Linked DNA regions of Mus musculus: regions 1, 2 and 4 are each linked to region 3. A link is a contact called in public HiCAR-type and promoter capture Hi-C data. All regions are on one chromosome and are shown on one strand. Each heading gives the region's core, a stretch centred on a gene start, on an enhancer-like site or on the middle of the called end of the contact. The rest is flanking DNA. Distances are from core to core; before and after follow the strand shown.

Region 1 (3,433 bases), core at 539-3,038, 2.2 Mb after region 3:
ATGTGATATAAATCGCAGATGCACTTCCATGAATGGTTAAAGCAGCGACATGGCGATCATCAACACAAAACGTCCTGAACAAAACCATCGAAAGAAATAGGCTGGTTAATAAGATTTTTTTTTTTTTTTTTTTTTTGGAGAAAGCTTTGTGTTAAAAAGCAAAAAGGAAAACCAGCTGAAAGTGACAGTTAGTTCATGGCTAATAGGATCAGGGCAGCCTGGCAGGGCTGCACACTTCTCTTGGGGGAGGGTTCAATCGCACTAAAGAAATGAATGGGACATTTAACACATCTGTCATCTCGCCGAGCCAGAAACCGGGCAGTGGAGGCTCAGAGCCACCTCAGCACCATCACACGAAAGCCAAGAGAGGCTCTCCAGGATTTTGGTTGGAGACATTAAACTTAGGAAACCCTTTTCCCTGTGTGAACTTAGTTCTTCCTCGTAATTTTTATTCATTGCTCCCTTGCAGTGAACCCAGAAGCTGGCACAAATAAATGTGCAGGAGTTAAGCGCCTCGAAATAGCTGGAGTTGTGTCTGAACTTTCAAGGGCTCTCTGGCTTAAACAAAGAGTTAGGTGGTGAACGTCAATGTTTCTAAAGGTTGGGAAAAAGAGACCCTGACAGGTTTGCGCTAGCTACCGGAGGAACGGAGCTCTCAAGGTTTTGAGCCCTTCCCAAGTGGAATTCCCAGCCCGGTTAGGTTCAGGGCTCTGCCAGGCTCCTTCCTCCTTCAAGTGAACGGCCTTGCACTCTGGGCGGAGTCCCAAAGAAGTTCTCTGAAAACACTCTCTCTCTCTCTCTCTCTCTCTCTCTCTCTCCCTCCCTCCCTCCTCTCTCTCTCCTCTCTCTCTCTCTCTCTCTCTCTCTCTCTCTCTCTCTCTCTCTTCTCTCTCTCTCTCTCTCTCTCTCCCTCTCTCCCTCCCTCCCTCCTCTTTCCCCCTCTCTCTTCTCTCTCCCTCTCCCCTCTCCCTGCTCCCTCACTCCTTCCCTCCCTCTCTTCCTCTTTTCAGGTTATTGGGAATTAGAAATAAATAGTTTTCCCACTAACTTTGGAATTCAACTATTCTCCGGAAACAAAACAAAACAAAACAACACCCCTCAAATCTTCCCAACCCTGACGGACTGTCATCGGATGGCACCGGAGTTTCTATATTTCCAAGTCTCCCTGGGTGTGGGAGTGGGACTTCTAACCCATCCCTCGCATCTGCTCTACGAGTCCCATTGAGTGAGAAATAGCTGGAGACCGGTATGTTTTCATACTTAAGGGCTTGAAATTTTCCACACGGCCCCTCACACACAAGGGAGAGTTATTTTACCGATAGCCTGGAGATGTAGTTCTATGAATATTTATTGATTTATTTTCTAGTCTCAGCAGGAGGCCGCAGATAAATTTAGTGCGTTCTTTAAATAATTCCTTTTCTATGAGGCAAGATGTCATCTGAAACTTCTAAATAGGCATTTAATTAGCCCGGGTGTTGCTTCAGAACAAAAACCTCCAGCGAGAGCTTTGGGGACTCACTGTATAGCAGAGAGGCCGTCGATGCACAGCGTTGATGAGCGCCGGCCTTTGTTGCCGCCCCATTGTGAGGGCCATGCTTATGAAGACTAATCCAATCATAAATTGCATCCCTGAACCAATCAGAGAGCCTGGAGCCTCCCGCGAATGAAGCCCGAGTGGAGAACTTTGTTGAACTTCATTGTCAGAGCTGTCAGTTTTCAAAGAGCTGGAGCGGGCGGGCCACTATAAAACCATCTCCTGGACCGGAGAGCCACAGAAGACTCGCAGACGCCCAAGTAGGACGGTTACCAGGATACTGAGCCAAAGAGGGCATCGGGGGAGGGGCGGGAAGCCAGGCGCTTGCCCTCCGGCCCAGGGAAAGGGAGCTACTGCCAGACCCGCTCTAACCATGATGTTCCCCGGCCTCCTTGCGCCTCCCGCGGGATACCCTAGCCTCCTGCGACCCACGCCCACCTTAACACTGCCCCAGTCCCTTCAATCCGCATTTTCCGGCCACTCTAGTTTCCTAGTAGAAGATTTGATCCGCATCAGCCGGCCTCCCACCTACCTGTCCCGCAGCATACCCGCTGCCAGCCTGTCACCCCCCAGTCAAGAGGCCCCTGCAGCCCTCGCCGACTCGGGGACCTCAGACCTGGGCTCTCCTGGGTCCGGGAGCCGGCGAGGCAGTTCTCCACAGACCGCCCTCTCCCCTGCCAGCGAGCCCACGTTTCTGAAGTTTGGGGTGAATGCCATCCTTTCCTCGGCGCCTAGAAGAGGTAAGATACAGCCGTGCCCTCGACGTGCGTTCCGCGGCCTGACAGCCACTCAATCCTTCACAAACTTGTTCCTCCGCGCTTGTTAGTGCACATTTCCACGCAGGAACTCAGACCTCAAGGGCCAGGTTACTGATTATGAAACGATGGTACTGAGGTTTTAAGGGGAAGAAAAGTCTCAGGCCTTACGAGTATCCTCAAAATGAACTTGAGCCCCGGGCCAGTGAGTGCAGTTCCTTAGTCGGGCGTCTCAGCGCACGCGCTTTGGTGCCTGCGTTCCCGCCCTCAAGACTAGGAAAGAGACTTTTTGCTTTAAACCCAACAAGTACGTTTATTGTGTTGGTTTGTACTATTATGGATAGATCTGCAATAGCCCACCCCACCCCTCCCTATTTTCCTAAGTCTCTGGAATGGTGATGAAATGGGGGCACAAATGAGACGACGCTGCGCAAATTTATTTTACTTAGTGAATACGTTCTAAAAGATGCCTCTGATACCTGCTGCAGTGTGAATTAGATCGTGTACGCGATGCTCCACACAGTATTCAAACACATGATCAAATTCATTCTCTCTCTCTCTCTCTCTCTCTCTCTCTCTCTCTCTCTCTTCCCTCGCCCTACCAGAAACTTCGCCCGCTTTGCTGCAGAGCCCTCCTCCCAAGACGTTCGCCTTTCCATACTTCGAAGGCTCGTTCCAACCCTTTATCAGATCCTCCTATTTCCCAGGTAGGTCTCTTTCGTGTTTTTCCCGCTCCGGGCTGGACAGCCCGTTCCAGTCCCGGCCGGTCGCTCCCTACCCCGAAGTCGTATTTCTCCGTCCACCCCTCGGGGTTACGCTCTGGTTCAGAGGTTGCGAGGCGTACAACATTCACGAATCCGTCGCGCCAATTTGATACCCCATTTAGCACAAGCAGTGACTGCTTGACACTATGCACCAATTCCCTGCTCTACAAATTAGCAAGAATTGTCATGGTCCACATTTGAGGCGGTTCCCTTCCCGGCGAGGAGCTGTTGGCATCCCTTCATGCCGCCGTTTCCCACAGAGTTGGTGCACTTGGCCACCATTCGCCACAAAGGTCTCAGCACCGTGACCAATTGGCCAGCTCCTCCGGCAGCCACACGCAGACCGGCCCTCGCCCCTCCACGCCGCCGAAAAACACCTA
Region 2 (3,266 bases), core at 723-3,222, 2.1 Mb after region 3:
CCTGCCTCTACCTCCCAAGTGCTAAAATTACAGGTATGCTCCACCACATCCAATCATAGTGTGCAAGAGACTGAACCAGGGACCTTCACTGTGCCAAGTGAGCACTCCATCAACTGAGCTGCATCCCCAGCCTCCTGTGTTCTCCTCTATGGTATTTCTAGCCTCCACTGAGATTGGCAAGCTAAGAGAGGCGCCACTGGCAGAAACAGAAGCAATTTTGAGGCTAGCCTATCCTCCTTAGAGAAACACTGTCTTAAACCTAAGCCACTCTATCTAAGAGCAGAAGAATGCCATCAAACGTGCAGTGTTCCATTACCGTCACACAGGAGTTCAGATGCTATCTTGGGTTGTCACTACCTTTAGTTCCCTCTGAAGGATTTTCCTGGCATGATACATACTATATACTAAAGAAAAATTAAATTAAACACGGCCTGGTTAAGAGGAGTGCCACCAAGTCTCTGCTCTCAAAGAAAATTGCAATCTTAGGCTCCACTGTCCAGGAATCTGCACAGGGAGGGTTCAGGAAACCAGACTGTGGGGTTCACCCAGCACCCACCTGAGCCCAAGCAGAGATGTCTATTTTAATCAGCAAGTTCTGATGCACCAGGCATTGGTAAAACAAAACGACCAGGAAATCACGGAAATCAAGGACCTGCATTTGCAAGTGTGCACACTAGGCAAAAGTGGGGCCCATGGGAGACTGCTTTGAGGTCCCAGCAGCACACTACGCTGTTTAATTTGCTGCAGTTGATAGGTAACTCTTGTTTACTGGAGAACAGAATGTCCACGACTCTCCAATTTAAGATACTTGGGCATCATTTCCAGATGGAAGTCTGGCATTACCATTTGCTGTAACTTCAGGAAGCCAGTATGTGTTTACAAACACACAAGTCTGGGGAGTCAGGGGCTGTGGGGTGGATTCCTGCTTGGGAGAAAAGTCCTTGTCACACTTTTCCATTCTGATATTGTGAAACACACTGGTAAGCAAAATGTGCAAGCAGTGCGCTCTAGGAACTATAAACAGCGCCTTTCTCTGACTACCATACCCCATTCCAATCTAAGTTCTGAACACAGGACTGCATTGCAGGACGCTAGAGTGTAAAAGGCAGGCCTACAAGCCAGTCACAACCCAGGGATTAATGGAAGGGCTCTTCTAAATCCATCGTGCCCAATTTTGATGATTTCTATGTCTCCACCACCACCTGGCCTTTGGATAATGGACACCTTCCCCTCAGCAAAATGGTTGCAGCTACATTCCCTTTTAGCCCCAGCTCAAATACCCACCACATTTTTATAAGCTTCCTCCTCGAAGGTGAGCTTCCTCCGACCAATGAGCGTTACTTTGGAAAACAGGTTCTGTCCCAGGATTTCCTTTAAAAGTACTTTGCCAGTTTCCCCGCTGGCGCCCAAAATAAAGACGGATTTATTCTGCATCTTGAAGTCTTCCCGAAGCTTCGGCAGTGCTTCCTTGTCCGCCATGCTGGGGAAACAACACCCGTGGGTCCTGTCTCAGAGTGCTAGGTGACACTCTTTACCCTGGGGGACAAGGGTTGTTAACTGTTGGGCAGAAGAGACTCACTCTACACAGTCCCAACCCTAGGGAAGTGCTGAGTCACAGCTCAGACAGTGGCCAATCCGAGCACCTCACAGGTGCCCGGCTGGATGAGCCCAGGTTGTCTCTATGCCACCAAGCCTCGCAGCCCACGGTAACCCAGCCTGCTTGGGCAGGGCTGCAGGGCCCGGCTCCATTCCCTACCCGGGGTTACCTGGGAGCAGCCCCGGACCCCTCGTCCCCACTCTGCAACAGTAGCATTGAAGCCACCAGCGCGGCTACGACCGTGCCCAGCACCGTGGGACCGAGCATCTCGCCGCCTGCAGCCCCGCTGTCTCCCCTCCCGGCAAGGAGCCCCAAGAGGTCCAGCCGGAGCCTACCGGCCGCGACGTCTTCCGGGTGACAGCGCGCTCGCGGCCCCGCCCCACCGAGGGCTGGAGCTGAGCGCGGGACCCGCCCCTGCGCGGGAGCTGCACCCAGGGCTCGAACCACACTCCCCGGGGCTGAGCTGCAGCGGGGCGGGGCGTGGGGGGGGCGTGGGGCTGTGCTTCACCCCAGCACAGATCTCCTCCCTCCGTCCCCCATAACCCTAGTTGCAACCGCGTTCTTCCTAACCACCTGGGGCCAGAGCCTTCAGATTTTAGATAAAAGGCATCCCGGACTTGACTCTTGGTCCCCAAATCATCTCATTCTCCTCGTTAAAAACTAGTCTCTTCTTAGGCTGGGGACGTAGCATGTAGCTCAGTTAATCAAGCGCTTGCCTGGCATACGCAGAGCCCTGGATAAAGTTGGATGTGGTGGCACAAGCAGGCAATACCAGCAAGGATGATTCTCCTTGGAAACAGAATGTTCTGAGTTCTAGGACACCCTGAAATATATGAACTTCTGTCTCAAGAGCGAAGGAGGACTTATTGGGAGGAAGCTCTCAAAACAGAGGTAGGAGAGGCTAGTACCAGGTGAGTAAGATCAAAATATATAAACATGAAATTGTTAGTAAAGCAAGACATAAAAAGAAGAAGAAGAAAAAAAAGCCTAGCTCCACTTAAGCTCTATGAAAAACAAAACTCTTTCTTGCCTCTTTAAAGACACATATCCTATTCCCTCAAGCCAGAAGCTAGGGGGGCTCCTTTGACCAGTTTTCAGGTTGATCTCCCTGCCCAGGTGCTGGCCCCCTTCTGGATGGTTGCGGTAGGAAGAGTTTCCAAACCTGATCCAATTCACAACAGGATCAATGGTTAGAACACAGCTATCCACACTGGGCATGCCCTGGATTTTGGATGCATAGAGATTAGAATACTATGACTCTGAGATACTTTCTAAACTGCATTTATTTTGTGTGTGTGTGTGTGTGTGTGTGTGTGTGTGTGTGTGTGTGTGTAGAGGTGTTATGACCGGTGTATGAAGGTCAGAGGGCCCCTTGCAGGATTCAGTTCTCTCCTTCCATGATGTGGGTTTGCCTTGATCTAACTCAGCCTCTCCCAGACTCCCTCTCCCAGAGTCAAGTCCAGGATGTGATCCTGAGCTAAGAAGGATGGGCTGTGAGTGTGATGCTCCATCGCTCCATCTAGAAGCCAAATGAAAGGTACTTTCGCCCCCGCCTTGCTGGTTGAATGTCATTATATGAAAATCTGGCCTAGGCGTGGCATTCAAATACTTCCACACAGGTTTTTCCACTCTGGGGAGCAATACAAAGATGCAATGAAGACTAGGGGTG
Region 3 (3,372 bases), core at 683-3,182:
TCAAACAGTGTTACCAACTAGGGTATTCAAACACCAAAGCCAATGGAGGACATCTTACTGAAAACACCACAGAGTACATATTGAAAGTCAGCAACAAAAACCTACCCCAGTATGTCACATATATGGCTTCCATCTTCTCTAGAGTCCTGAGGGAAGCTCTTGGTGAAAGTATCTTATGTTAGTTGTTTATGTTGCTCATTCCTGTGTTTGAATGAAATGCTATTTTAATAAAAGTTTGCTAACACTGGGCTTCCATTTTCTGTTCTTATTTACTACATATTGGGGATTTGCAGAGTGTGACCAGCAGGTGGAAGGTTGATCCTGGCATTCTCAGCATACAGTATTCACATATTACACTGACATTTTAACTTGTGTGATTCCTCTCACGTGATTTTCCACTATCCTCTGATGGTGCAAGTATTTGTGCAGCCTAAATCAAAGATCAGTCCATATAGCCTTTCAGTGCTCTCCTATCCATTTCCAATTGGTCTTTAAAATCACCATACCTGGCACTTTAAAATTACACAAAATCTGATTTGAATTACACTTACATGGGTTGGGAATCCTCCCAATGTCTGCCTCAAGTGCATAGGTTTCTTGAAATTAAAGTGTTTATCATCTTTCAGCCTCTACATAGATTGTTCCAAATTAAATGGAAAACTGGTTCGAAATCCAAAGTGCATTCTTCTGATGGGAAACTGTCGGAGGGATGCATAGCTACTTAATAAAAGATGGCTACTGTGAAACAAATAATTACTCACTGTGGTACTGAGATTTAACATAATATTGGTTTTGAAAAGGTGAGCACTGGTGAAGTTTCTCTGAACTGTCCCAGCCACTTGGAAATGAAGCTGTTTTGGACTTCTTTCTCACCCTGGATTAGATCTGGTTTTCACTCTGGTGGCTTAAGACTTATTAACGGTTCCCATGGCCTTGAAGCATTTCCAGGTGTATTCTTTGGGCATTCAGTTGAAAGGAAGGTTTAATGGGGCTTTCCCTAACATCTAAGATCTAGTGACTCTTATTTTTGTCTACCGCATTATGAAGTTGAAGTCTCTCTAAGGAACATTAGTGTTTCCTGTGGGACAGGGAAGCTTTAACTACATTTATCTCAACTGCGCCAGTCCTGTCCTTCACTGGCTATCACATCACGTGACTTAGTATTTAGTAAGTGGATGAACCAGTGACCTCTGTAATTCCTAATAGCTACCACCTGAAACTTTAAAACCCATCACACAGACTAAAATAAAATCACAAGGCCAAACACTATAGTCTGGGCTAATGGCTAAAAACTAAACAAAACTGGCTTAACTATATGTTCTGATAAGAATGCCCAGAACTATTCAGAGTCTAGCATAAATGTGTAGATTAATTTTGAGCTTAAACTTTCATTTATTGCATGGCTAGTAAGCCTCAGGATAGTGCTGCCAGTCACTAGGTTAGTCGAGGCAGGACTGCAAACTGAAAGGCTGCTTGCACAATTCAGTGATAGGTTTCCTCAGAATCAGTAAACAATATAAATAAGGAAAAAGGAAAAAAGCCCGGGAACTCACAGCACAGCGTGTGAGGGTCCTGGTTCCACAAGTACCAGGGAAACGGGCCATTTAAGAGCTTTGAGTTCGCAAGCAGATCACATCCGCACTGCTAATAATGATGAACATGGGTCCCCTTTCGGGGAAGCGCCTAAATGTCTACCACTGGCATTTTTAAAACAAAAGAGCACATAAAATCCTAGCGCTCAAACTCGCACTCACGCGTCCTCTCCCAGACCCAGAGTAAAAGCTTGGGACTTTGCCCTAGTTCATTTTCAGCGCCAATGTGCCCCGGAAACCATGGTGCGAGACTGACACGGCCGTCGTCCAATGGCACAGCACGCTGAGGCGGGCGCTCACGCTCATGTCCAATCGGCTCGCGCCTCGGGATGTCAGGGCGGAAGCGGCCGCCATGGAGCCGCTTGTGCAGCAAACCGAGCGATTCTCCGAGCTGTTGGCCGTGTCGTGTGGGTCGCTGGTGAGCACGTGGGACGCCGAAAAGGTGCGCAGGGCGCTGCAGTGGGCGCGTTATCTGCTCCACGTGTACCGACGCTTCGCGGGCCGCGGCCGCGTGCGGGAGGCGCTCGAGAGGCGGCTCCCCGCGCGGGGAGGGCCGCTCGGGCTGCGCAGCTTCGCGGCGCTGGAGTCCGGGGACGCGCGGCTCGCCCTCCGCCTGCTGCGGAACCGCGCGCTCGCGCCCGCCGCCGCCCGCGCGCTGCCGAGCTTGCTGTTCCCGGGCCCCGCCGCGGACCACCGAGACGACGTGCCGCAGTCGCGCCTGGTCCTCCTGGCGCGCCGCGGAAGCGCGCTGCGCCTGCTGTGCCGCCTCGGCGGGGACGCGCCCAGGAGCGCGCTGCTGCGCACGCACGCGGAGCTGCTGGACGCGCGCCTGCACGAGCTGGGCGGGGCCGACTCCGCGGCCGCGCGCAAACTCCTGGACACGTTGTGGACGCGCGGGCCGCGGGAGCACGTGCTCGACGTGACTGCCGAAGCGCTGCTGCTACGCGAGGAAGACCCGGAGCCAGCCCAGGCCACGGACCCTGCGGGTGCGGATGAGACACAGAAACTACTGCGCTGGCTTCTCGAAAGTCCCGAGGTATTGGCCGCTTTTTGCCGCCATCTGCCAGCCAAGCGCCTGGCCTCCGTGGCGGGCTGCCACCACGCACTGTCTCGCGCCTACCTGGACCTGCTCACAACGTGGGCCACGCGGCTGCACTATGATCTGCAAAAGGGTGCCTGGGTCCCTACACAGATGGAGGACATGCCCTGGGAAGAGCTGTGCCTAAGGCTGCAGAGCTTGTGCCATGCCCAGCCATTTCTGCAGGAAGAGGTGCTGGTGACCCTAAGGTCCCGCAAAGCCTTGGATGGAGATTTCGAGGTTCCTGGGATGAGCATCTGGACAGACCTCCTGGTGGTGCTTGAGTGTGGGATCGTGCTAGAGTAGATTCTCAGTTCCCAGGCTGGGCATCTGGACAGACCCTGTCCCATAGAGGGAATAACAAGCATACTTCTCACCAAAGCCTCTATGCACAGCATCCTGCTACTTCTTGACTATGCAGTTTACAAATTGTCAGTGTTCTCCCCAATTCCCTATATACATGCTCCCAAAACCTAATTATTCAGGGGCCAATTTTAAATGGTTCATAATATAAATATATATAATATGCACAATATCTATAAATTTATATATTATATAATATGTATTATATAGAGATTGTTTTTGTTCTGGTAATGGACCCAGGACCCTGCCTATGTTAGTGTTCACCACTGAGCTACATCATTAATCGTGAAAGAATTCTTAAAGCCATCGAATTTTCAGCTTGTTTCGTATAAAGCTAAT
Region 4 (3,549 bases), core at 565-3,064, 2.6 Mb after region 3:
TTGCATGGCCAGGGCCTGTCACCCAGCCCAGTAGGGGGATTGCTTGCTCTGCCAGGAAAGGTAGAAGTCACCGTTTCTCGTTCAGCCATGCTCTTACCCACACCATCACCTCCCTAATCACCAGAGATACCAACGCTGGCAGCATAGACTACCCAAGAAGGAGGGGCTTAGCTACAGCAGCCATTCTGAGACAGCCAAGCCACCCCAGTTACTAGGAGTCTGTAGCAGCTAGCAGTTGGCAGCACCTGGCCAGAATCCCTTCTCCCTAATGATGGGGCAGAGACCAGCCATCTTCAAGCTAGGAGGAGGGTTAAGTTCAGGGCAACCACTCAGTATCCCTTGTCCTAGATCTCACAGCTGAGCCAGGTAGTACCCAACCCATCAAGGCACCAGGCCACTCCTTGGGGTTACAACCTGAGTATAGACACACATCACAACAGCAGATACCCATCCTCTTGGGGCCAAGCGCTCGGCACTGATGGCCCTTAACATTTCCAATGTCAGCATGCATTTTTTTGAAAGCACCCCTACACCTGCTCCAGCCCCATAGAAGCAGCTGGCTGCCAGCACGCCTTAGCTTTGCAGAGCTCCCCGGGAGAGCCTCTGGCACCCTGGCCAGCTAAACCCCTCCTGGCCACACCCACTGACCAATGTATCCTTCCAATCTGGCAGCATAAGGGGTATGCTTCCTCTCTCCAATCACATTATGGTAGCCTCTCCTCAAGGCAACCGTCCTCCTCCCTCATGAAGGATCATCCATCACTCCCACCCTGTAATAGTGCCCCAGCACATAGCACTGCTCACCTGGGTATCGAACCCGTTCTCCAGAGAGCTGCTCTTCAGCAACGGGAGCCCCTCCCCCGTCGGCTCCTGCAGCCCCTGCGATTTCAGGGGGATTTGGCTAGTGTAGGCCGTCTTGCTCACCTCCACCTTGCTTCCCAACTTAAGATAGCAGGGCTGAGGACCAGTCCGGGCCGGGGGCACGTGCAGGATGGGCGCGGCGCTGTGCACGGGTTTGGGCAGTCCCGATTTCATTTTGGAGGCTACCAGGATGGCCGGCATCTTCTCCCGGGGCTTTGGCTTTCCCAGCACGTCCCTGGCAGCGGCGGCGGAGGCGACCGCTAAAGGCAGCGCGGGCAGCCGAGTAGGCGCCGGGCCTCGGCCCGCGAGGCGCCCACCAACAGTGGAAGAAAAAAAAAAAAAAACCCAAAAAACAGAATCCCCGGGTCGGGGAACTGGGGAAATCCTGCGAGTGCGCCTGCCGGGTGGCGGGCTAGTCACTGCCCTCAGCAGGTCCCACCTGCGCGGATGTCGCAGCGGGAGGCCTGTTCAGAAGCTCTGGGTTCTCGGGGACCGCTGCCTCTGGCAATTCTTCTCCTGGGAAACCGAGGCGTGGACGCCCATATTAACTTGTCATTGCGTCTCCGAAGTGAGAAGGCTCCTTAGGAAGAGACACCGGCTACGGGGACGCACACGTCGCGCTCTGGAGCCTGCGGGTGTGAACCTTGGAGCAAAAGAGCAGAGGATGGGGAGACGGAGGACGCACGGAGCCCAAGACGTATCAACCGCGAAGCGGCTGTCACCCAGCAAACGCGCCACAGGGTCACCCGCGCCTAGGCAGACTCTGGGCGATCTCCGCAGACAGGTCTGTCTGGGCGTGACAGCCGATCACCGATGCTCACAAGCCCCTCGAACACCAAGCACCTGAGCTTCTGCGGCTCTGGCCATGCTCCGTGCGCTCCAGCGCAGCACGGCGGTGGTGACAGAGCGCGGGCACCAGGACGCGCAGCTGGCCAGGCTGGCAGCGCTGCGCTAAGCTGAGCTCGGGGGAAGGCAGCGCGGGCTGCAGGGCTGGACGCAGGGGAGGACCGGCTGCGGCGCGCGCTGACAGCCCGGGCCGTTCCCGCGCGCCTATTGGTTAGCCGCGGACCAATCCGCGGTCGCGACTCGCACTGCAAGGGGGCGTGGCCTCAACTCCGCGGGGCCGCCGCCGAAACTCTGGGGCCGCGCTTGGCCGCAAGTACAAAGCGAGCTGGTGGCCGCTCTGCGGCACGGCCCCGGCGCGCGCCTCCCCGCGGGCCGCCACCCCTGCGTCCCCGGAGCCGCCTTTGAAAACGCCGTTGGGTTGTAGATTCCCGCCTCCTTCCACCCCCAGGCATGTGTTGGGGAAATCAGTTTCTCTTTTTCAAATCGCTCGGGTCATCTCAACGGTTTGCGGGTTCCGGAGGCACGCCCCAACCTCTCTGCACCTCCATTGGGAATGACTGGGCGGGTCTCCTTGTCCCCCGCCTGAAGGACACTCCAGCCATTTCTTCTTTCCGGGTGGGCTCAGGGGCGTCCCAACAGCTTCCTCTGCGACATTCAAAGGTTGCACGTTGCACTTAAGTATTTGAAATATTTATAGGCTGATACAATGGCCGGGGAAGCTTCGCGCCCCAAGACAGCTCCTCCTTGCCACCTACCACAGACTGTAATTAGAGTGGCTTGGTGACCCGGGCAGGCTGAGGCTAAACCTGCCCTGGTTTCATGGTTTCATGAAGGCCTTCCTTTCTCTCTCTGACTCAGGGTCTGAGGACTGAAGGGAAAATAGAAAGTGCAGACAGGGTGCATGGGGCTGATCTTCAAGGACACCCACCTTAGAGATCAGTTTGGATTTGAATTGGGAAGTTCCTCCATCTTTATAGACCTAACACTGTGTCTCATGCAAGTCAAGTGGAGGTTTGAGTACTTTTCCCTAAAAGCACTGCCCAGCTAAATGAGATAGTGTCTGGCAGTGTAGGGGACCAGAAAAAAAAAATCTGTCTTTATTATTAATGAACCCACCGGAGTATGTCCCACTGTCATCTCTTTAAGCCACTTTTCTGTGTCTAGGACAGATGTTGTCACTTTCTTCCTATCCTATAGCCTGAAGTTGTAACATCCATAGGGTTGAATTTCACTCATCCTAATGATATGGGCTATATCATTCTCAAACTTACCTGGCAAAACTCTAATGTGGCCAGGAATGGGGGTGTAAGCTTGTAATTTCTGCTACTTTAGAGGCTGAGGCAGGAGGATCCCAGGTTGAGGTCAATTTAATGATCCTCTTTGTTCAAATAAAATGTAAAAAGGAGCTGGAGATGTAGCTCAGTGGTGGGCAGTTTGCTCGCTCCGCATCTGCCAGAATCTGTCTGATTCCAGTGTAAATAAATACTGTAAATAAATACCCAATCCTCGACTGGTTTTAGGCAGTGGAACCTCTGGGAGGTTGTAAGTACGTGACCGAGAGGTCCTCATGATGGGCCCAGTGCCATGTTAGAGGAGACACGATGAAGATGGATAACTTCTGATAGTGCAATGGCAGCCTTTCTGAATCCACAGAAACCACAGCCCTTGACAAGAATCTGACCATGGCTGCAGCCTGATCTCAGATCTCCAGCCTCTAGGCCTAGGAGAAAGAGGCATTTGTTGTTAAAGCGGCCCTGTCAACAGCATTTTGTGTTAGTAGCTTAAACTAAGAGCCCAGACTGAAGTAAAAGTTCAGTTTTCAAACAGCCCCTGGAGTGTTGA

The links. Promoter capture Hi-C pulls out the DNA fragments that hold promoters and counts their contacts. HiCAR-type assays count read pairs that join an accessible place to other places.
Region 1: a contact with region 3 is called in a promoter capture Hi-C map of pre-B cells, with 4 times the contacts expected there. The contact joins the promoter of Dbx1 here to the promoter of Fancf in region 3. A contact is called at or near these places in 5 of 39 promoter capture datasets (the C10 cell line, cranial neural crest, hippocampal neurons and 2 more) and 2 of 115 datasets of contacts at active chromatin or transcription factors (astrocytes and large pre-B cells).
Region 2: a promoter capture Hi-C map of pre-B cells shows a contact between it and region 3. The contact joins the promoter of Htatip2 here to the promoter of Fancf in region 3. A contact is called at or near these places in 5 of 39 promoter capture datasets (cranial neural crest, frontonasal cranial neural crest, maxillary cranial neural crest and 2 more), 1 of 484 Hi-C or Micro-C datasets (CD4 T cells) and 3 of 115 datasets of contacts at active chromatin or transcription factors (astrocytes and embryonic stem cells).
Region 4: a contact with region 3 is called in a HiCAR-type map of astrocytes, with 2.9 times the contacts expected there. The contact joins the promoter of Nav2 here to the promoter of Fancf in region 3. A contact is called at or near these places in 1 of 39 promoter capture datasets (pre-B cells), 1 of 115 datasets of contacts at active chromatin or transcription factors (astrocytes) and 1 of 9 other capture datasets (liver).

What each region holds. Positions count from the first base shown.
Region 1 is chr7:49,635,190-49,638,622 of GRCm38.p6, reverse strand. Dbx1 (developing brain homeobox 1) reads left to right here and starts at 1,788. Exons shown (of 4, transcript NM_001005232.1): 1 at 1,788-2,274; 2 at 2,895-2,996. The coding sequence starts at 1,908.
Region 2 is chr7:49,757,812-49,761,077 of GRCm38.p6, reverse strand. Htatip2 (HIV-1 Tat interactive protein 2) reads right to left here and starts at 1,972. Exons shown (of 6, transcript NM_016865.3): 1 at 1,767-1,972; 2 at 1,285-1,480. The coding sequence starts at 1,864.
Region 3 is chr7:51,860,827-51,864,198 of GRCm38.p6, reverse strand. It overlaps Fancf (Fanconi anemia, complementation group F), which reads left to right and starts at 1,932. Exons shown (of 1, transcript NM_001115087.1): 1 at 1,932-3,372. The coding sequence starts at 1,945. The coding sequence ends at 2,976. It also overlaps a transcript of Gas2 not described here.
Region 4 is chr7:49,244,454-49,248,002 of GRCm38.p6, reverse strand. It overlaps Nav2 (neuron navigator 2), which reads right to left and starts at 1,814. Exons shown (of 39, transcript NM_175272.3): 1 at 805-1,814. The coding sequence starts at 1,062.